Regions from separate parts of the Mus musculus genome. Here region 1 is linked to region 2. A link is a contact called in public HiChIP or PLAC-seq data. All regions are on one chromosome and are shown on one strand. The core of a region is the stretch at or near the end of the contact, and the rest is flanking DNA. Distances in the headings are between cores, read along the strand shown. Region 1 has its middle 37 kb from the start of Mir680-3. Region 2 holds the start of Snx13 (sorting nexin 13).

Region 1 (4,492 bases), core at 1,542-4,041, 110 kb before region 2:
CTCTTATTCTGAGACAGATGCATTTTTGTATTAACAAGACCCAGTCCATGTAGATTGAAACCAGTAGAGCCAAAACTTCAACCATAGGCAGTTAACTCCTGAGTCTGCACTTCTAAACAGTGCAGTTCTTCTTTTTGGGAAAAATGACTTGATGCTAAAAGATGGGGGGCATTTTTATCAAAAGTGGGCTGGTGAAAGAAACCATTCTCCCAGTGAAACACACTATGAAAAAGTGCCAGAAGCCCCCACTGAGCCGAAGAGCAAGATGAGGCTGTATACCACACAGCCTTTCTAGTGAAAAGCATGTTGTTAAAAATAATTTGGGAGAGACCTGTGAATACGGTGTGCATTTTGGTGGCTTTCAGGTTAATTACAAGTTGTCAGCTTTGCTTAAGAATAATTTACAAGTTGGAGGGATTGTTATGCATTTTAATGAACCCTTCATTTCATTTCATGCCTCTTGGATTCTCAAGTCATCACTAGAAACATCTTCCTCGTTTCAGGAATGCCAAGGAATTCTCTTTTCTTCTGGTGCTCCTAAGATTCCTTTACAATGTGAATTTGTAGACTAGTTTAAGATTGTAATGACATACAGGTGGGATGTAAACATGCCTATTTAGGACAACTTACAACTTTAACTTGCCTTCTTCCTCTGCCTCCTTGCTCCCCACCTCTGGTTTGAGATGCCTACTCTCTTTCCTGAAGCAAATTCACATACAAATTTCAGCACAGTCTTGGCCTCATTTTATTTTGGGGGAGGGTGTTTTCCATTTCTGAAGCAGCCTGAGGCCTTTGTGCTCAACTATCATTTTATTCCTTAGGATAAACTTATGGTGTGTTTAGAGTACTGCATTTTTACCTTATCATCCTGGGAAAGTCACAGAAATGCCTTTCCTGCCGTGCTTTGACCAGAAACAGACCTCTAAAGACTGCCATATCCGGGGATCCATCCCATAATCAGCTTCCAAACGCCAACACCATTGCATACACTAGCAAGATTTTGCTGAAAGGACCCTGATATAGCTGTCTCTTGTGAGACACTGCCGGGGCCTAGCAAACACAGAAGTGGATGCTCATAGTCAGCTATTGAATGGACCACAGGGCCCCCAATGGAGGAGCTAGAGAAACTACCCAAGGAGCTAAAGGGATCTGCAACCCTATAGATGGAACAACATTATGAACTAACCTGTACCCCGGAGCTCTTGACTCTAGCTGCATATGTATCAAAAGATGGCCTAGTCGGCCATCACTGAAAAGAGAGGCCCATTGGACTTGCAAACTGTATATGCCCCGGTACAGGGGAACGCCAGGGCCAAAAAGTGGGAGTGGGTGGGTAGGGGAGTGGGGGGGGGTGTAATGGGGACTTTTTGGATAGCATTGGAAATGTAAATGAGGAAAATACCTAATTAAAAGAGATTAATTCTAAAAAAGAAAGAATTAAAAAACAAAACAAAACAAAAAAACAAGAAATACTCTCCTGGCCATGGGATTGGACCTCTCTCTGGATGACTTTCACGTTTATATTTTACCTCCTTAATTCTATAGGTGATTTAACTTTTGAAATATAGCAGTAATAAGAACCTGGACTAAATTCACCGTGTGTGGCTTGGAGCAGGAAGTCTAGATGGCCTCTAACTGGTGGGTCTGCTTTACTGTGGTACAAAGGCAAGAGGCATTCAACAGAAAGCAAGCTGGGGCGTTTAACCCTGGCCTCTTTCCTGTATAGCAATATGCAGTATATGGTGATGCTGGGAGGCAATGCAAGCCACACCCACAAGCCAGTCACAGTCACAGTGACCAATACTCTGTACAGTGGTTACATTAATGTTTGGGAGTGAACTGAGCGCATTCTCAAATCACAGTAACTTCAACTTAGAATGCGTTAAAGGACATGATTCATTCTACCTCTGGTCATCTATGTCTACCTGAGGACATGATTCATACTACCTCTGGTCATCTATGTCTACCTGGCATTGTCGGAAAGCTCAGGACTCAAAGCAATCTTTCAAAATACCTAGGTATGTGCATCCAATGTTAGCTTCTAGGGTCTTCCCACATTCTCCAAAACGTCCACCAAAATTAGAGCTTTAGGAGGAGGAGGAGGTCATGAAGTCTACTCTAATCAAAGTCAATTCATATTACAAAGGACAGTGATGTAGCACAGTATGAGAACTTGCTAGCATTTACAAGGTCCTAGGTTCAGTTATAGAAACAGAAGGCGGCAAGGAAGAGAGGAGGGAAGGACAGAGCCTGACTACTCACACCGCAAAGCTCATCATGGACCACGAGCTGACCCAGTGTTCCTTTAAAGTCCTTTATAAACCTTTGTTTGGATACAATAAATGTCCTGAGATTTTGAGCTTTGCACACCACACGAAAGATCCACAGTCTCAAGTTACCAGTAATGGGATGAGGCACTGTTCTTGCTGGTCCTCAGTCTTGATGTAATGTGGCCAGTGCTTTTGGCTTAATCCCTGATCCATGTCAAGCTTCAACACCACCAGCTGCATTGAGAGATTGTGTGTGTGTGTGTGTGTGTGTGTGTGCACGAGCGCATGCTAGCTCTCACACACACATGTGTGCATCCTCCCCTATCTGCCTCCCTTTCCCTTCCCCCACCCTCTCTGAGCCTGGACAGCTGGGAAGACAGGCAGCCACAAACAAAGTAGGTTAAAAGGTGTAAAATTCGGTGGGAAAAAAAAAAAAAGATGACAAAAACAGGTGCCAAAGGGCTTTTGCACACAACTCCCCAGTTTCAGTTCTTTTTGTGTGATTAGCAGCGTGGCTACAGCAGGGCACATTTCATGCTTATTTGCTCTTTTGATGTCCAGGAAAGAAGAATTAGCACCTGCTGCTGAGACAAATCCAAGACAATCTTCATTGCAACTGTTCTATGCGAGGCAGAGTCCCAGATACTGGTCTTTTAGAAGCTCTTCAACAAAGATGGTTGAACCACGTAATGGTGCCCCTTATTGTGACATACCGGCTTGTGAGGTGACTATCTGAAGCCTCAGCGTTCTATTAGGAAGCTGTAAGCTTTCACGACCATAGCATTGACTGGCTTGTCACAATCCAGCTGTCTTAAAGATGTTCTGATGATTCATAAATTCTGAACCCACTCTGAAGACAATAGCTCTACAATTCTTTCCTATGCTAGTAGGCATTGGCCATGTCACCTGCACACCAACCCTCAGTTGCTGTATGGCTGTTGTCAGGACCGGCGGCTGTATTTATGCCTCACCTCTTCTGGAATTGGTCTAGGAAGTATCCTTGTTGCTTGGCCTAATCTCTGGAACCCTTCCTTTCTTGCCTGCTCAGACTTGCTGCATGTGTTAGCAACCACCCGTGGAATGTCCACCATGGCTGCCCAGGATCATTCTATCCTTCCTACACCTTATGGACTCTGGGTCACAGGGCTGTCTCTCTGTGCTAGCATTCAAATTTCTGATACCATTTGTTCTCAGGATGCTGGGATGGCTCGTCTTGACCTACTCTGGCACGATAGCCTTCACCTTTTGGATTCAAAGCAGTAGAATTTAAAATAATCTATTGAGCATCAGATACCCCATTCTTCTCTTAGTAGCCTAGCATGCTGTGTCCCCTTCCTTCTCTTGGGGCAGACTTTATCCCAGAAGGTTCTCTGTCCATGCTGGGATTATAGCTCTGGCATGTCTGCTCGCTTGTTCAGCCCTCAATTCAGCTCAGACGCAAACTAAACATCGTTGGTCTTCTCTTCCTTCTGCTATTCCAAGTAAACCACCTTAGAAATTTCGTTTCTTCTTGAAATTGGAGCTCAGAATGTATAATGTTCATAGAAGTAAGTGCCTGCTACAGTTTTACCTCTGACAATTATTAGAACTTGCTTCCTTTCTTTCCAAATTATTGGAGTGGGGTAAGAACTGATAATACAAAGAGGACGATCCATTCCTGACACTGCACACAAGGTGATGATGACATCATTGCCTCCAGCACACTGTCACCTCAGATTCATGAAACAGCCAAGCACTTATGTTCCTCTCTCATGGCCTTTGCTGTCAGGCTTTAATGGCCTGGGTTTACCTCACTGTTATTCAAAATCCAGTCTCATTCCTTACGAGCTAGGATTTCAACCTGGTCCTGTTTTACATACTATTTATAGGTAGAGTTATGTAGTCACCGAGAACAAAGTGGAATTCTGGATGCACCAAGTCTCAGCAACATGACTTTGAACAGGTTGCGTGTCCTGACCCTGTAATTAAGTCTCTGAAGGTACAGAATAGGACAATACTAACATTCATCTCATGGTGATCCTTTCAATGACATCTGAGATAAAGTGTGCAAACCATTTGAATGTCAAAACTCAAGAAATATTACCACGTATGATTAATCATCAGTCAAAACTCTAAAGGGCCACTCTAAACTTCAGTGTTAGACGATGCAATGTTCTTCTTATGAAATGTTAAACTGAGTCCTTTCAAGTTTAACCTCGATGACTACACCTCCATAGAGATAA
Region 2 (4,587 bases), core at 123-2,622:
AACTCCTAGAAATGTGTAGTTCCTAAGTTAACAATCAACCAATAGGGGTTTCCCAGGCACGTCGTGTTTGCCAGAATCTGGGCACAGATGAAAACAGATACTAAGGTACAAGGCACTTAGTTAGACGAGTTCCCAAAACTTGGAGAACCCAGTGTGTCCTATTGTGCCATCGCTTTTCACACAGTAAAATCCACTTGTTTCCAATGTTTCCATTTCAAAATGTCCTTTTTGGCCCGTGTAGGACTGCTTCCCAGTGACCATCAACGTGGTTTAGTACCCTCACATCAGCTCCCAAAGATGTTCAAACCGGTCCCTGACATTAGGATCCTCACAGAACCTTAAGGGAGCAGCCTCTGGGATTTTATCCAATCTACAAGCGTCAGACATCCAACACCTGCAATAGACCATTCGCCCAGCTATGTCACCTCTGGTCACTAAACTAGCTGCACCGATTAAGTTCTTCCCCCTAAAGTACTGCTAGTGCAGGCAAACTCTACTTCTTCAAACGTCTGGTTTTTGCACTGGACAGTGGGCACTAAGGAAGGGGAAACTGATTGGTTCGTCGTTGCTGCCCTACTTCCATTTCAGGTCAAATGAGAAAAACTGTTCCCACAGAGAGAAGCAAGGGGGCCATCCGCGGGTCAGGAAGGTGGATGCCAAACTGAACTTTGGGATCAGGGACTGAAGGAACGTGACGGGATGTGGGGGCAGGGGAGGAGGGCGCGAGGCCAGCGAGTGTGGCTGGAGGAACCTGGCTCACTTCGCGGAGCAGCCAATGTAGGGCTCAGGCCGGCTGCCACCGCCAGGAGGTTGACCCGACCCAGCCGGGAGGGGAAGGGCCCTGCAAGCCGGGGACACCGACAAGGGCCAGCACCGGGACGCGGGGACCACGACCGCCTCGGGGCAGGCGGAGCGGACTCCAGGAAGGAGCGACAGCTCGGGCGAAGGGGAGCGGCGGCAGGAGGAGGTGGAACTCTGCCGAGTCAGCACCGCGCCCACTCGGTGGCACTTGTGGGAACCCGGCGGCTGCCAGCCCGGCCGGCCGGGCCTCGGCTCCGGTCGGGCCCAGCGCCGGGAGCGGCGTCGGTGACGGGCGGGCTGGCGCCGGCCGCTCACCCGCCTCTCAGGTAAACAGTGGGCGCCGCTTACCTCTGTTAACATCATTACACCCCGGGGGAGTGAGGTCCTCCCTAGCCTCGCCGCATGGCAATAGCCGTAGCAGCAGCGGAAACTGCCCGGGCCGCCGCCAACGGCGGCAACTGCTGCTTCAGTCCTGTCCCGGGCGGCGGCTTTACTCGGCTTCGCTGGCTTCCCCCCGGCCCGGCTGCTCGCGACGGACGCGCCGCCATCTTGGAAGAGCGACGTCCGCGTCTCCCCGCGACGTGCGCTCCCATTGGCTGGCGCGCCGGGCGCGAGCGTCTTGTGACTGTCTCCATGGCGCCGGCGCGCGCAGGGTCGGCGGCGGGGGCTGGGCCGCGCGCGACCCGGGACCTCCTCTGCGGGCTGGATCCCGGGCCACCGTGGTGGCGGGTTTGCGGGCTGGTGGCGCAGCGGAGGCTGGGTGCCGGCGGAGAAACTGGCATCTCGCGTCTCCCCGACCCTGTGGAGCCCGTAGAGTGCTCGGGACACTCGGCTGCGGTCCCCTCCGCAGCGCGGTGACCTGAAACTGCCGCCCGCGCCGCGCCTCATTCCGAAACTTCGGCCGAAACTTGCCTCTGTTGCTCCCAGCGCTCAGTAAGTCCTGTGCTGGGTGCGCGACAGGTTGTAGACGCGATCAGGGCAGATCGCCTTCACCCCGATCCTGGCAGAGTTAAGGGCTACTGCTTTGCTGATTGGCCAGAACCTGCTCAAGCCTGAAGGCTTAGTGTTTCTTTCATAGTCTTAAAAATCAAGCAGCTTTTGCCCGGTAGCTGTAGTCTCTATGGCTTTATTGGGAATTCAAAAAAAAAAAATATATATATATATATATGTTTATATATCACAGTGAACGCATTTCAGCATGTGTCTCTGTAAGTAGTTACGAATAAAATGAGACTGAACTCCGAAGTTCTGTGGCTAGAACTGCTGATACCGTGACAACTATCTCGGTCCACTTCTACAGGAATGACAGTAAAAATCACTCGCTTCTTCCTGAATTGCCCGTGAAGTAGTTTTCTTTTCATGCCTCTGCTGTTACAAACCAATTTACAGTGAAACTGAGAAGTGTTTGGGCTTGAAAAATAAAACACTTGTATCTCATTCTTACCGGGAAAAAAAAAAAAGAAGAAGAAAAAGTTTATAAAAGAAATTGTGGAAAACTAAAGCCAGTAGTTACTTCCTTTGTGATGGAATCTGCACTTAACAATGGTACTATTGTGCTAAATGTAATTTAAGGAGGTACTCATTCTCACCACAGTGAATAAAGCAAGTGCATTACAAACCCTGTGTTATCTCTATTCTGTTCTGTCCCCCAAAATAAAATTTCATTTAAGATGTCATACAGACTTTGAAGAAAAGCCCCGACTGCTCCATTCAGTGAGTTTATAGCAAAGTTGGGTTTTTTTGTTTGTTTTTTACTGGGCAACTTATATATATATAATTTTTCTGTTACTGGAACAAGTGCATTCTAACGTCTGCAATACAACCAAATATAATTGAAGCACTGGCAGATTAATCTATAAATAGGAAACAAGATTGGAAAATGCAAACTGTGTTAATACTGAGAGAAACCAAGAGAAGAGACAACAAGGAACCTGAAAGAAGATACTGTTCCATCCTGTAAATAAGAATGCAGAAGGTTCATTAATGTTTAAAATACCGACTATTGAATTAAAACTGTAATTTAGGTGGCTTCCCTGGGTATTCTGTTCCACTTTTTCCATCAATTTCCTTTTGTATAAGATGTTTTCCCTTTTTTAAAGGTGACAAACTAGGAGCCCTAGCTGAACATGCTCAGAGCCCAACATTAAATCCCCAGGACCACTTAAGTCAGGTGTAGCAACAAATGCCTGTGATCCCAGCACTTGGGCTGTGATGCCTGGAGAGTTAGAAATACAAGGTTACTGTCAGGTTAGAAATAAGTAAGCAAAGCCAGTTCAAGGCCATCCGTAGCTAAGGGAGACCCTTGTGAAAGCAGAATGGATTTGCACACAAACCTGTGCTGTGACATGGGTGTGCCTTAAGCATTCAGAACGTTGTAAGCCTGGGAACAAAGCAAGATTCCTAGTCCTTCCGATCAGATTTCCCAGCCAGAATCTTTGAGTATGACCTAAAAAAAATCCTGTGCTGATTGTCTGCCCACACACACCTCTTCCAACACCCCACACAAGTTATTTCAACTACACAGTTTGTTCTAACAACTCAGGCCCACTCCCTGCTCCTGTAATAACTGGACATCCCACTGTCCTGTGACAGTAATTAGCACAGCTAGACAGTAATAATTAGTACAATTGACTCTATTCAGAAGAATTCTTACCAGTACCAGCAAGGAACCCTGCCCTGGGCTCACATTTACTGTGTTGCCCCTCACCTACCATCTTCTCTGTTTGCTGTGTTCTCCTTCTCATAGTACTTATACTTGCTGGTTCCCTTCTTATTTTCTGTCGTCTAGTAGAGTACAGGCTTCATGAAATCAGGAATATCATGTATTCAAGCTATGCTGCCTCAATGCCCCCAAACACTGGACCAGCATGTGGCACAGAGTGGATGTTCAATGTTTCTTACATGAATAGTGAGCCATTTCCTACGAGACCTCAGGAAAATACCCTAATGGAAGCTAGAAACAAATCCTCTGTGTTGAAAACTCAAATATTTAAAACTTAATTTTGAATACTCTTATTTTGTATTTTTGAGTCACTGCAGAGCTAGCAGGTGTCAGGACAGACTTTGTATTTTCCTGGTGACACTAGGAATGAACCTAGGCCTCGTTGCCTGCTAAAATAGAGCTCTACCCATCAACTATATCTCTAGATTTCTTGTTACTCTTTGTCTTTACATAGAGTCTCAGTGTGTTCCTCCAACTGGCCGTGAACTCACTATAACAAAGGAGGGCCTTGGGTTTTCAATCTTGCCAGGATTATTGGCCTAGTTTCTCTTGACCATCTTACAATGTTGTTGTACAAAAGTATTGCAGTGTTGGATATACATCAGTTTTCTAGCTAAAGCAATAAAGCAAAATGTGCTTTTGCAGAAAGTTACAGAATCTGAGTTATGTAGCTAGAGAAGAAACTGCCTACACAAGCAACTCTAAAAGTCAAAGTAAGCCCCCAATTTAGCAAGGGTCACAACTCCATTCCCTATGACCTTGAGGATGTCCTATTCCTGCCAGTTGGTTTAGAGGAAGTCTGAGATAGGAGGCTGCTGGACTACCGATAAGAAATTTAAAACAAAACAAGCTTTCTTTTGAAGCACGTGATACGGCAGAGGGTTTGCTGCTAACAGCTGTGTGGGTCAGCCTGAGTAACAGACAGAGGATGGCCCAGAAGAGGTAATGGGCAAAAGCTAACCCTAGATACTCATGAACAGGCCACTGGTGATCTTGATGTCCGAGCCTCCAAAGGCTAAATATTTATTGCCAGTTTCTTTGGTTTTGAAACAAAAAAAGATTTT

Evidence for each region. HiChIP or PLAC-seq counts read pairs in DNA pulled down with a chosen protein or histone mark.
Region 1: an H3K4me3 HiChIP or PLAC-seq map of pro-B cells shows a contact between it and region 2, with 2.5 times the contacts expected there. The contact joins the enhancer-like site here to the promoter of Snx13 in region 2. A contact is called at or near these places in 6 of 39 promoter capture datasets (the 3T3-L1 cell line, 3T3-L1-derived adipocytes, the HPC-7 cell line and 3 more), 10 of 484 Hi-C or Micro-C datasets (the HL-1 cell line, the MNK3 cell line, adipose-derived mesenchymal stem cells and 7 more), 9 of 115 datasets of contacts at active chromatin or transcription factors (the 230-238 cell line, acute myeloid leukemia, bone marrow-derived macrophages and 5 more) and 1 of 9 other capture datasets (adipose tissue).

Annotation. Positions count from the first base shown.
Region 1 is chr12:35,155,615-35,160,106 of GRCm38.p6, reverse strand. No RefSeq gene overlaps it. Among named protein-coding and RNA genes, the nearest start is that of Mir680-3, 37 kb to the left of the region's middle. Within about 2 kb of position 2,791, at least 17 of the 459 cell types and tissues checked have an H3K27ac peak or open chromatin away from gene starts, as enhancers often do. A contact at or near this core is called in pro-B cells, where this site is marked.
Region 2 is chr12:35,043,974-35,048,560 of GRCm38.p6, reverse strand. It overlaps Snx13 (sorting nexin 13), which reads right to left and starts at 1,372. Exons shown (of 26, transcript NM_001014973.2): 1 at 1,150-1,372. The coding sequence starts at 1,164.